3 separate regions of the Rattus norvegicus genome follow, and all the other regions are linked to region 3. The links are chromatin contacts, called in public Hi-C maps. All regions are on one chromosome and are shown on one strand. Each heading gives the region's core, a stretch centred on a gene start, on an enhancer-like site or on the middle of the called end of the contact. The rest is flanking DNA. Distances are from core to core; before and after follow the strand shown.

Region 1 (4,119 bases), core at 1,489-3,988, 300 kb before region 3:
CTCAATGGCTCAATCTGGCTTAGAAACAACTGTAGTTGTGCGCAGTGGGGCATACACCTTTAATCCCAGCACTCAGGCGGGCATTGGCAGGTTCTCCGTGACTTTGAGGTCCACCTGGTCTACCCTGTTTTGAAGAAAACAAAACAAAACAAAAAGAAAAAGGCAAGGGAAAAAAAGAAAAAGCTGTATCCCAAGTTATCTTTGAACTCTTGGCAGTTACACTGCCTTACCCTCTAAAGGCCTGAAGCATGAGCCACCACACCCAAAAGATAATGTTTTTAATCGATGAGGAAAATTTGTATTAAATTTGGTAAGAAGTTTCCCATAATCTTCTTGGATATCCTAAACCCACCCTGCTCCTAAGTAATAATAAAGATAAATGTAAATGTCTTATGTAGTTGTGCTGCAGTCACATAAGATCATGCCAACAACCTGCTCTCAGCCTACACTCATGTACTGATTCATTCACTGTCTTACTCAGGTCCCTTACTAGCAAAGGAGAAGACATTTGTGAAAAAGTTGCAGAAAAGTATGTCATATGAAGCAGGGGAAAAACCTTACAGTTCGCATGGCTATCAATATCAAATTATTGATTTCAGCATCAATGATACCTCCATTAACACCAGTCAAAAAGCCAAATCTGATTATTGGGCAGTCATTTCCAAGCTAGGACACATGTGGTTTCTGGGTCAGGTCCTTTTTTCCCCTTTTCTCCCTCCCAAACCTCCATCTTTTTACTGTCTTCTTTTGTTTCTACCTCACAGGGTCACTATGCTGAAACTGCGTTCAACCGGGTTTTGCCAGGGCCTATTGCACCAGAAAACAGCAAGAAACGGGTCCGCAGGACAAGACCAGACCTTTCTAAGATGATGGCCCTGATGCAGGGTGGAAGCACTGGGTCCCTATCTCTGCATAACACCTTTCAACACAGCAGTAGTAACCTACAGTCTGTGTCGTCTCTGGGTCACAGCAGTGCCACTTCTGCATCTCTGCCTTTCATGCCGTTTGTGATGGGTGGTGCAGCAGCACCCCCTCATGTAGACTCCAGCACCATGCTTCATCATCACCACCACCACCCCCACCCCCACCATCACCACCATCACCATCCAGGCTTGAGAACCACTGGCTACCCTTCTTCACCAGCTACTACCACCTCTGGTACTGCCTTGCGGTTACCAACACTGCAGCATGAGGACGATGATGAAGAGGAGGATGAAGATGATGATGATTTATCTCAGGGCTATGATAGCTCAGAAAGGGACTTCTCACTCATTGATGACCCTATGATGCCAGCCAACTCAGACTCCAGTGATGATGCTGACGACTGAAGCCCTAATATAGACCCGTGCTGGGTGGCTGCTGGAATCCCTTACTCTGGCCCTTGGACTTTGGAAATGTGGGAGGGGCAGGGAACAATATGGGGAAACCCAAGACTTCAGGAGGTGAAAAGGAAAAGAAAAAAAAAAGGAAAAAAAAAAAAACAAAAAACTCGTACCCGATTGCTCCCAGTTTTGAGAGGATTGGGTGGGCAGGGGAACTCCTAAAAAATAATAAATGACCACTTCCTCGTTTCTGGGGGAGCAAAGGAGCTTAGAGCAGCTGGTGTGCTCACCCCTCCCCAGACACCTCCATTAACCACAGACTATGTAGCGCTGGCCCTAGCCTCTGGCAGAGCCTGTTCCTGGCCAAACTGTGGATACAGCTGGAGGGTCAGGGACTGTTACCTTCCTTCCCCTTGGCATTAATAAATTTAAGTTAATCCTTTTCCATTCTTCCTATGTTCTGTTTCCTCAAACAATATAAATACTAATTTTTTTGGGGTAATAGTGTAAACATCATTCTGTATTCAATACTGTTACCACGAATAGAAAAGTCACTTGTACCCCTCTAAAGGCATATATAATCAACCGTGGATTGTCCAGTTTGCTTAAGCCAGGGAAATGATACAAGATAAAGAGGTGAAATATATTGAGTTGTGCTCCACATTCTTAGACGAGGATGAATTTCAAGGACCATATATATTTTTCTCAATTAACCAAGATGACCATTCTCTTGGGGAAAACCAGAGGACAATGTTGCTTTTTATGAAATACAGCAAAGTACCCGCTGACAAAAAAAGGTGCCTTCATGACTTGGGTCCCCAGGGGGCTGGGAAGAACTACAAAGTTTAGGAGCCACTCCAAGCTATTTGTTTCCTTCCACCCTACCAGCACATCTCTTAAAGGAAACCTGAACATTTATCTTCCTACTCTGCTTCTGCCTTCCCCGCAGCTTATTTGCAAAGGTGGGCTCCGTTCTCTTGGGATGCAGAGTTTGGTTAAAAGTGCCTTCCCCTTGGCGTTCAAGGCCCTGCCCTGGGGCAGAGGACTCACTCCTCAGCGCTTGGTTGCTCGCGGGTCCCGCTCTTTCTGCTCCCCTCCCACCTCTGCCCGCGGCTTAGAGCGCCCCGAGCTCGAAAAGTGGGCGGGTCACGTGACGGTAGCCTCTGGCGGCGGAGAGAGGTTCCAGATCCCGCGAACCAGCTCTGCAACAGTATTCTGTTGATTTCTCCACTTTTGCGTCCTTCTCTGTTGCCTTTCCCCTACTACCCTACAGAGCGAGCTGGGTGGTGGGTTTTTTTTTGTTTGGGTTTTTTTGCTTTTTAAAATCTTCGACGCTATAGGGACCCGGAAGCGGAAGGGGATACCGAGCGGTCGGTACTTCCGGGTCACAGAGAGTGCGGGATTCCGGGCCGAGCGCGGGTGGCGGAGCTGGGACCTCGCGTGATTCTCGGAGCCCGACGGAAAGCGGCGTCCAGGGCTATGGCTGTGACTCTGGACAAAGACGCGTACTACCGGCGAGTTAAGAGACTGTACAGTAACTGGCGGGTAAGGAGCCCGGCGCCCCCGGGAGCCTCACATCCCATAATAGCCTGCTTCCCGGCGCCCTTTTCCCCTCAGCCAGAAATCTCCGGCTCCGCCGCGCTCCCGCCTGCTCCGGCAGCGGGAGTCCCGCTCGCCGCACAGCGCCTGCGGGGTCCGCACGCGCCTAGCCTGTCCCGCCGCCACACCGGCCCACCCAGGTCCCGCCAGAATTACCGTTTGCGGGAAAGGGGCGCGAAAGCTGTGCCCGGAGCTCTTGGCGCTCTCCGCTTGCGGGCCTCTGCTGGAGTTGAGAAATGCTGCTCCCGCGCTCCGCTGCTTCACGTTAGGCCCTGCGTGGGTAATAGACCCAGCGCTGGAAACCTGCGGGCTCTCATAAGAATTAAATTGATAGGACGCCTCAGACCTGGTTTCCCATGTCGGCATCATACCGGGGGCACGTGTTGAGGAAATCGTTGTGGAAGTTCCAGGGCTTCTCCAAAGATTGGACAGTTTCCCTGTTTTATAATCGCTCATAATTTAAAACTTACTTTTTTGCTAGTTAACTTCTCAAATGTTTGATTAATTTCATACTGTGATACTGTCTGAAACAGTCTATCATAGGTCTGGGCTCTGGACCTTGTGAGCGAGGGAAAATATAACTGCTAAAAAAGAAACCCGAAAACGTTCTGAAAAAATAACCAACTCTGGTTTCAGCGTTGTAACCTATCTTACCGATTGATCCTCTCCATTCTTGGCTCCTGCCTATAATCCCATGATTTCTGAGGCTGAGGCAGGAAAATGACTAGTTTCATGCCAGCCTGTGCTTCAAAGTGAGACTGTATCAATCAGCTCGTGGCTTAGTAAATAAAATTGAACCTTTACTGAAGTCGGTTGTTTACCTGCCTCATCAGAAAAAAAAGCCTGTGTATCTTTTAAGCAGGATGCATTGCATGCTGGAAATATGTTCTCTGCCACATTTTACTAAAAGCCATACTAGATAAACGCTGGCTTTTTTTTTTTTTTCACTTTATTAGCTAACTTTTTTGAAGATTTACTTATTTATTATACATAAGTACACTTGCAGCTGTCTTCGGACACACCAGAAGAGGGCATCAGATCTCATTACAGATGGTTGGTTGTGAGCCACCCACCATGTGCTTGTTGGAATTTGAACTCGGGACCTCTGGAAGAGCACTCAGTGCGACTTAATGGTCTCTATCACAAAATGATATTTGATCCAAAATAAGTTTTTGGTCCTGAGAATTGGTCCTACCAC
Region 2 (4,478 bases), core at 1,662-4,161, 300 kb after region 3:
AACAAACAACAAACAAGCAAACAAACAAGCAAGCAAACAAGCAGAAGCTGCTCAGAAGGTGCATGCCCCGATGGATACACTTCCTAAGAACAGGGCCTGACAGCTTGAGGAGGAAGAGTGGAGGTCATGAGGACCTGGAAAAGGGCACAAACTTAAACAAGGTTCAGCTTTGTTGAGGCACAGCCCAGCTTGAAGGTCCCCTTTGTTCTTGTCCCCTCCCCCTCCCTCCTGCACTTAACCCGACTGTGAGCTGAAAGGAAATGAGGCTGGAGTTGTTAGAAGATGACTAAGCTGCTGTAGCCTGACTTCAGGTACTAGAGTCTGCGGAAAGGGAGACAGTCGCATTCTGACCAGGCATCCATTAGACAAGTGCCAAACTTTGTTCTGACAAATGCCAGCATTTCAACTGTCTCAGAAATACAGGGAAGGCTAGCACTCGGGGACATTCAGGGTGAGGCCTCTCTACTGGTATCCAAGCCAACACCGAATGCTCAGTGTGCAAACATAACGGGAATGGTGGTGCCTCTTTTAAATTAATCACACAGCGCTTTGACAACAGATGAGGACGGGCTGGGTTCTAGAGTCAGCAACCACTCATTGTTAGGAGAGCGGCCAGTCCATTGCGACACCCGGATGGCCTCATCGGTCTCCAGGGGAAATATCAGCCAACTCCATGGCCAGAGGTAACATATCAGTGTGGCCCTTTCTGATAAACAACTACAAAACAGAGGCACTTCACCCTCAGCCACAGCACACGCCCAGACACAAAATCCAGGGTCTGACACACTAACCTGCTCAAACGCAGGAACTTCCCTCTTTTAAGTTTTGCATTTTATTAAGGTGAAAGGAAAAACAGTGTGTGTGTGTGTGTGTGTGTGTGTGTGTGTGTGTGTGTGTGTGTGTGTGTGTTTTCCGGGACTCAGACCCAGGACCTTACATATGATAAGTAGATACCATTGAGCCACATCCAAGGCCTGAATATTGTATTTTTGTCAGTAATTTAAATTCATATAAAACAACTGACAATTTTAAAAAGTATTAAAAATTTTAACCTCTGGAAAGCCATCACCTTTCCTGGAATTTTTGTCTGTCTCTTCGCCAAGCCAGTAATATCCATGGACACATGAGGCATGAAATTCTTCTTCTAATAATTCTAGTGTTGGCATACTTCCCCCCTTTATACAGAGTGTGTATGTTTAATTCGGTCCTTAGGACGCATTATAGAGTGGAAGGTATGGGGACGCTGTCAACATTCCTTTACAGCACTGACATAATACTCAATGGGTAACGGAAGTAACAACTAAAAAAAGGAAAGCTCACAGGAGGCCCCCTGAGGAGTGGGTTCGCCACTGGTTCAGGGACCATGGAAACAAAGTCCTGATGATGTGTGTATGTTTCCAAACAAGATACAAAGTAAACAGTTACTTCAGGGCATACTGCGCTCTGGCTTACTTGTGGTTTGCAGCCACTCTGAAAATAACTGTTTACAGAGAATTCTTTACCCAAATGAACATATGGAGAACCTCAAGAGATGTTTTACCAGACTGCATCCATACGCTTTTTCAGTATCTGTGCTGCTGAAGCGAGCACATTGACACACTGTTTAATCCATGCATGGAGTCACACTAACAATGTCTCCAGGGGACAACTCCACAGCCTTTTGTGGGGTGCAGAAAGAGCGAGGGTGAGAGGGAAGCTCATGTACCCCTACAAGCTGAGCCATGGTTGAACTGATGGCTCTCCGAGGTCTGGGACTGTGGCTGGTTCACTTTTTCTAATCACCCCCTGTTAACCTAAGCTTCGATTCCACATTATCTAAACCACATTACTAAGGTCCCACCACCCCATGTGATCAAAATGAGACGATCTCTCCACCTTCGTTTTAAGGAAGAGGGAGTTGAAGAACAAAGAAAGGGACGTTACTTGACCGATGAGCATTTGGCGTTTCTGTGACCGGAAGATTTCCAGTGTACAACCCAACTTTTTTATCCCATCGGAATGATTTCTAGAAAAGTCAAAACTCATGTTTAAAGTAGTACTGACTAATTACTTAACACCGATTATTTCCATAAATCTCCCAGACATCTGATTTCTCCCTTTTATCATCATATTGTTTCTTGGGTTTAAGCCGCTGCGACTGGCAGCCCTGACTAACTCAGAGCTGGGTGGTGCTTGCTCTTTGAATAGCTGAGGCTGCTTTTCGGAGTTTGCCAGAGGCTTTTCAGACCGGTGTGCTAACTGAGGTTTCTAACGATTGCATGTATGAACTGGCTATAAGATTTCTACTATCACAGACGGAAGAACCTGGCCCACTGGAGATGTCCCAATATAAGCACAAGGTTTCTATCCTCCTTCTGAAACAGAGGCGCTCCATCACTGCACTGGCATGTGCTGTTTCAATCCCAACTACCCAGGAAGAAGGCATAGAGGATGCTGCTGACGCGTCTCCAAAAGTTTCACAACACAGTTAAAGATAAGTTAAGGGAGGGAGACAGGCAATGGAAAACGAAAACACCACTTCTGCTTGCACAACCTTGACAGACTTGCATCACAAATCTGATGTCGACCTAGGAACCCTCAAAATTTTCCCTGTCTGAGCGAACGAGGGCTGCTTGGAATTCCTCCCTTCGCAGATTCTGCGATCCCCTAGAGCCTGGGTTCTACACAATGACCATCCACGCTGGACTCTGGCAAGATGCGGAAAGTGAACTGTGGAAACCTGTGAGAACCGAATTGATCCCCACCACACCTCAGCTCTGTAATTAGACCGGAGAAGTTGAGAAGTCCTCTCCCAGGAGCCCCACAACTGTCCTTAGTAGGACTTCCATAGCTAAACCCTGGAGGGACAGGCGTAGAAACCCACCTGGACGCGGAACTGGAGATGACGGCTTTGTTTCTCACTCCTTTTTCCTGATGGGATGGCGAATAGAAGAAATGAGGTTTCCTTTGCAATCTCGTCGCCGATTTGGGTGAGGTCGCCGTTGCCTGGCCACGCAAACAGATTGGGGCGGGGTGCAGAGGAGTGGAGGGTGGGCGGTCCAGCCTCAGTGGCTGGGACCGCACCCCATTTCTTCCAAGGACGCTCCTCCCCGTTGGGCTGGCCGGCAAGACAGTTTAACCCCAACCACCAAGCAGACAATGTGGGTTTTTGCACAGAAATTGGACTGGTAGATGTCTCGAGGACCTCCAAGAGAAGCATCCGCGGCAGAAACACCAAGCCTGCCAAGGGGACGCTGGAACCTGGGAATTTGGTGCTACTGGCACGAGAAAGTTTGTCGTGAACTTTTGTCCAGGAGTTATCCAAGGACGAGGCAAAAAGTGCAGGGCTCGTCCGGGATTTGAACCCGGGACCTCTCGCACCCAAAGCGAGAATCATACCCCTAGACCAACGAGCCATAGCACAGTTCTGCTCTTTCGTGCTCGTCAGTCTAGCATGTTTTGACATAGGCTGTCTAGAGGCTTCAGCGGTTTCTTTTCTCTTTTCGTCTCTCACAGAGGAAACTTCTTTCGTATTATTTAATTTCCACCCTAACTTTGTCAAGTCCCACCCATTAATTCCGGACCTATCCCTTTTTATTCTCTATCCACGTCCGGGACAACTCAAGGCTCAGAATGGGATCAGAAGAGGCAGCTTTTCAGATTTCAAGTCACAGGCCTGCCTGATCACTTATTCCAGAAGGAGCCCGGAGCGAGCCGGCTTAGCGCTGCGATCTCCGGGTGGAGCCCAGCTGCAGGGTACTTGCGGGCACAAAAATCTTACAGGCAGGCGGGACAACAAAATACTGAGGGCAGGAGGAGGCTGCGGGTAGCCAGTTAGACTGGCGGCCGATAAGTTTGCTCTTGTCTTGTGATTCTGTAGACCTTCGCGGTTTTCCTGAATCAGAACTGCGTTTTCAACCTCACTCCCTTTGTTTACAAAGTATTCCATCCGACCTGGACTCTACACTCTTCCAGCCTCGTCTCCAACACAGGTCAAATGCTGCATGAAATACCTAAACGAGTAAAGTGTCTCTTTGCCAGTTAGTGGGGCAATCGCCGGGGTCAGTTAGAGGTTTTGTTCGGCAAATCAGGGTCCTGCGGGTCATCAGAGCGCTAAAAACGGGTACACAAACATGTCCACAAGGTTCTGTACCTTGCGGTCTTTGATGTCTGGACTTCGGACAATGGGCAGCACAGTAGACTCGAAAACTAAAAGTAAACAACGAGAGAGCCAGAGAAACCAAACTCCAAGATTCATTTTCTTTTTCGTAACTGTTTGATTACAGGTAGATAGTGATTGCGCGTTTTGACCATTTCCAGAGAGGAGAGATTGTTGATAAGTTAGGACGATCAATAGTGGCACGTTGAACAAAGGACCGGAGTTTATCTCAGGAAATAGCCCAAAATACAGGCTACTCCTTCGAGCCGGAATCGAACCAGCGACCTAAGGATGGCTGTAATGAACCTGCTACAGTCCTCCGCTCTACCAGCTGAGCTAT
Region 3 (4,665 bases), core at 1,179-3,678:
GCCTCTCACTAACATTGCTCTTACCCACAAGGGGGGCCCTAATGGCATAGTTATATGTTCAAAAGGTTACCTGGTGGAAAGAGAATAGCCCCTGAAGGGGAATGAATCTGATGGGGATTCACACCCTGGTGTGCGATCAGTTGGTGGCCATGGGCAAGTCCTTAATGCTCCTGGGCTTCTGTTTCCACATCTGTGTAGTTAAGGATAATGACACAGATTTGGGGGTCACACACACTTCCTACTCTTCAACTCTTCAGAGGAGCTCTCGAGTTTCTGCTTATACTTTCTCTTCTGCTCTCTCCTGAGGTGAAAACACCCCTTCTCTCCCACTCAAACGTTCTACTTCTCATCTGGGCAATTCACCCTAAAAACAAAACTCCTTTCCTCCAAATCATAGAAACATGTGGCTCTTAGCCTGTAGTCTCTAGCCTTTGGGGGGGTGGGGGTTTTCAGAAGTATTGCTTAGGGACCCTGAAATCTTTTGGTACAAACAAGATTCAGCGTGAACACTAAATAATACGCTTTGCAAATGCATATATGATGGCTAGGGTATTGTAAAAACTACTTTTAGGTATTTCTGAATTTCCAATTTGTGCTTTCTTCATCAGGGGTTATTAAAATCATTCTGGGGGAAAATGAAAATCCCTTCTTTCCCACCGGAGACCGGTGGGGACTGCTACAAGACTTGTCCTCTATACATTGATCTTATTGATTAATTTCCCTAGCCTTTTCTGTATTTATACGCTTCTTTAATCACTGGATCACGAAACTGACCAAAACCGTATCACTTCTTTGAATTTCATCTATCCGGTGGTTTGTACGCTGAATATGCTTGAAACTGTCACTTAGCCAAAAGCACAGTTTGAAACTGCTTTTGACCCAGAGAAAGGTTAGATACTGTCCATGTTGGGTCAATTGTACTCAGGTCGGCCTTGAACCTGTCAGGACAGTAAAGAACAATGAGGCAGAACCAGTTTTGTGCGCGCGTGCGCGTGTGTGTGCGTGTGCGTGTGCTTGTGTGTGTGTGTGTGTGTGTGTGTGTCCTCAGGAGCTTCTTAGAGACCCCGTAGGTCTAGGAAGTAAGGAGATCTCAGTGGAAATTTCCCACCTCCTGCCCTCCCCAAGCCCCTGTGTCTGCCCCCTTATCAGGTTCCCCCTGAGTCATCCTGACCCAGAGACAGATTTAGATGCTGGAACCTTCCAGTCTCTCCCTCCCCCTCTCCAAGTACGGCTACTTTAGACACGTGAAAGAAGCCGGCAGGCTGAAGTGCTCAGTCCAGGTTCCCTGGCTTTCTCCAAGTCACGGGGGCTGTGGAGAGCTCTCTTATCTTACCCATCTGTAGCTCTTCTCTTAATTCCAGCAAACTTCTTGTCTAGGAGAGCGTTAAACCTGTGTACCCAGGGGCTAGGCAGGAAGCTAGAATGCCAGGTTTCTGTGCCAGTTTCTAGGGCAATTCTTATGAAGGGAGTAGGAGAAAACAACAGAGGAAAACTTGGGGCTCTGTTTCGGGGATATAGGAAGCTCTTTAGGTCTAGGGTGGTTTTTTGTTTTTTGTTTTTTTTTTTTTTTTAAGCTGGGTCTGAGCCTACCCAGGTCTCCTCCTCCTCCCTCTTGGCCTCTCCTCCTTTCCAACAGACCTGCCAAGTGGGGATGAAAGGAGCATTGATGTTCCTTGGGGAGGGGGGTTGTGGGTGGTGAGGGTAGTTCCCAGGCAGGGGGGAGGGCAATCTGGGGGTCTTGGGGGGAGCAGTCTGCTCTGGTGTTGCAGTTGGCAGCTCCGGTTCCATTGGACATTGTTTTCAACTGGCCTGGCGCCCAGCCCCCTAAATGGCAAGTCTGGAACTAGGCTGAAGGGGGATGGGGCAGGGTTGACTCTGGGAGCAGGGTGCGAGAACGAGGGCATGTGGGGAAATACAATCTGGTTGCTCAACACAACTTTCAATCCCCGTAGCCCATCAACCATTCCACTTCAGCAAGCCCTTAAAGAGCTCAGGACGTGTCTCAGATGTGAATCTTGTAGAAGTCTAGGATAGGAGAGTAAACCCACCCAGGCACCGCGGGTCGGGCCCAGGAGACAGCAGCTCAGGAGCTCTGCAACAGGGCACTACCACTCAGCTTTTCAGAGCTGATCTCGCCCTCCTTTTCGGGGTTGGACTAGGAGGGGTTAGCGCCTCAGCCACAGGGTCTCTTGGGTCTCAGCCCAGGACATCGAGTCCTCCTCAAACCCTTTACTCCACCCTTGCAGAGTTAGCTCCGCCTCCGCGCCTGTTTACACAGGAGTCGGAGCCCTTGGGGGGTCCCCAGCCCCTCCTCTACCCGCCCCCCTCGTTGGGGCCTTGACCCGGGAGTCGCTGTTGGCCATCATCTTTCCCCTCCTTCGTTCATCCTCTATTTATAGCGGCCCCCAGCATTTCCCGCCCCCCCCAACCCCCTGCTTGTTGTCCAACTTCTCACGGAGCAGCGGGAGAGCAAGCGGCAGGACTCGGCTGAGGAGGTACCAGCACCCCAATTGTTCGGAATTCCTGCGCCCTCGACGCCCCGTCCCCAGACACGCTGGCACCACTACCCCTACCTGCCCCGAAACCCGGTCTGAGCTGTGGCCCTCGCCCACCTCCCTCTTCCTTGACCTAGCTCTCTGCTTCCGGGCGGGCGTAGCTGAAATCGTGGGACGTGGGCACCTTGGGTTGGCTTCCCCACTCTATCCGTCGCTGCCACTCAATCTGGGGGGCTAGGAAGAGAGCCAAAAATGAGCCTGGCAGAGCCAGGTCACAGTAGGGGGCGCCGTTGAGGTGGGCGTGGGGATCATTTGGAGGCTTAAGGGGTCCCCAAGCACACCCCATTTCACGCGGCTCGGGGTTGTGGGGAGCACTCGGGGAGCCTACAAGCATCACCTCTGTGTGCTCCCTAGCCGCACCCTCTCGCCCCTCCCCCGGTGGCCCGGGCGAGTTACGAGGCGTGTTTATGGGGGGTCGGGGCGGATCTGCAGGGAGATGGCCCGGGGGCGGGCCCTGGGCGGGTCTGTGGGGAGCCTGAACTAGGGCGGACCTAAGTCAAAGGCAAGTGAAGGTGGCAGCGACCGCGGCGGCTGCAGCAGGTAGGGGGAGGGGCAAGCGCGCCCCTGGGTCGGGAGAGCGCGGGCCAGGAGAGTGGGCATCGTGGTTCTGGTCCCCGGGCTGCAGTCCTGGGGAAGGAGCTGGCTAAGCGAGGCTCTCTGCTGCTGGGCACAAAGGCAGAGGCGCTGCAAAATGCAGGGCGTGTTTGGGAGTCTCTTGAGATGATGTCCTGGGCACTACGTGTCCGCCGTGAGAGGGTGTTGGTCCGGATGAGGACCGACAGCTAGGGACTCATAGGGTCAGGTTTCGTGTTCTGGGAGCAGCCAGTCAAGCCCTACCCATCCTTTTCCGACTGGCACCAGCTGGCTGGCAGTCCGGGAAAGTGCGGAGGTTACGGGACCACCCTATTCTCCCTCCTCTTTCTCCACCCGACATGCAAATAGACTGGGTGGACCGGAGAGATGAAGGCGTGAAGCTTGTTTGTTTTTAAATGGTGAGGAAAAGGTCATGCTGTAATACCTACATATCAACTGAGAACTGTCAAAACTGAGTACTAACTAACCGGACAAGGTCACATAGTGGTGGCAGTAGGGTAGGACCAGAGGTTTTGACACAGTCATGCTCTATCGCCTTGTCAGCTCTCCTTTCGCTTCATACCCTACCCAGCCTGGACTTGCTTGTGTTGCCCCGCAGGCCCCTGCGGCTTGTATTGATTGGAACCTAGAGAGGGCGCGTTCTCTGGACTCAGGAGAGATTAGGAAGGGTTAGTGACCCTGGAATTCTGGGTCTTGGCTGTGGCTGTATGTCCCTAAAAGACCCAAGTCTGTCTCCCATGTCATTCACCTTGTTCCTGTGTTTTCTCAGACCCCAGAGTCAGGACTAAGAACCCTGACCTCCTTGCTCACTGTATCCAGCCAATAAGAACTCAGTAAATTGACCCCACCCACCCTATGCTACTGGCGCCCCACCCTTTTTTCCCAAGTCTGCGCAAGGGGGCTCTGCTGCTCTCTAGACCTACCAGTGTTGATGTACGCTCATTTGTGTACTTGGGAGAGAGAGAGTCTTGAGTCGCCAGAGAGAGGGAGACGTTGGTCGGATTGGATATCTAGGTCCCTCTGTTGAGTACTTGAAATGGTCATTGCCTCAGTCAAGATGCTGACATTGGGGGTATAGTTGAAGGTCACAGTGAATAGTGAACTCTTACAACCCTAACCCTGTGCACCCAGCCAGTGCGCTACAACAGGGAGTGTGGGGTGACCCCTAAATATAGCTTAAGAAACTGGAGCCACATTGCTTCTCCACCCTGGCGTCTTCCTCCAGGATTGGAGAGAGAGGAGCATCCTGAGGTTCGAGTGTTGGGGTTGAGGGGCAGCCATGGGACTGCCGGTCTGAAGAGATGTGCTCTCCTGTTTGTTATTACCCTGGAAGTGGAGTAGGGGAGCCAGAAAAGCCATTTGTGTGTCTTGGAGTTTTCAGTGCTGGGGTCCTTCTGCACCTTGCATTACCCTGGGCAGAGAGTACACCCCCAACCCCCACCCCCAGCCCCCACCCCCGGACTTAATGTTTTGTATCGGTTTTAGGGACAGGGTTTCTCTGTGTAGCCCTGGCTGC

What was found. Hi-C and Micro-C count contacts between places; a contact is called where the count stands out from the background.
Region 1: a contact with region 3 is called in a Hi-C map of mammary epithelial cells, with 2.3 times the contacts expected there. The contact joins the promoter of Supt16h here to the promoter of Ndrg2 in region 3. A contact is called at or near these places in 2 of 12 Hi-C or Micro-C datasets (frontal cortex and mammary epithelial cells).
Region 2: a contact with region 3 is called in a Hi-C map of liver, with 4 times the contacts expected there. The contact joins the promoter of Rnase4 here to the promoter of Ndrg2 in region 3. A contact is called at or near these places in 2 of 12 Hi-C or Micro-C datasets (kidney and liver).

What each region holds. Positions count from the first base shown.
Region 1 is chr15:27,376,933-27,381,051 of GRCr8, reverse strand. It overlaps Supt16h (SPT16 homolog, facilitates chromatin remodeling subunit), which reads left to right and starts at 2,738. Exons shown (of 26, transcript NM_001107261.1): 1 at 2,738-2,867. The coding sequence starts at 2,802. It overlaps Chd8 (chromodomain helicase DNA binding protein 8), which reads left to right. Exons shown (of 37, transcript NM_001347661.1): 37 at 765-1,767. The coding sequence ends at 1,328.
Region 2 is chr15:26,784,720-26,789,197 of GRCr8, reverse strand. Rnase4 (ribonuclease A family member 4) reads right to left here and starts at 2,911. Exons shown (of 2, transcript NM_020082.2): 1 at 2,864-2,911. It overlaps Trnap-ugg6 (transfer RNA proline (anticodon UGG) 6), which reads right to left and starts at 3,395; the gene lies at 3,324-3,395. It overlaps Trnay-gua4 (transfer RNA tyrosine (anticodon GUA) 4), which reads right to left; the gene lies at 4,396-4,478. It also overlaps a transcript of Ang not described here.
Region 3 is chr15:27,080,883-27,085,547 of GRCr8, reverse strand. It overlaps Ndrg2 (NDRG family member 2), which reads left to right and starts at 2,428. Exons shown (of 16, transcript NM_001270862.1): 1 at 2,428-2,495.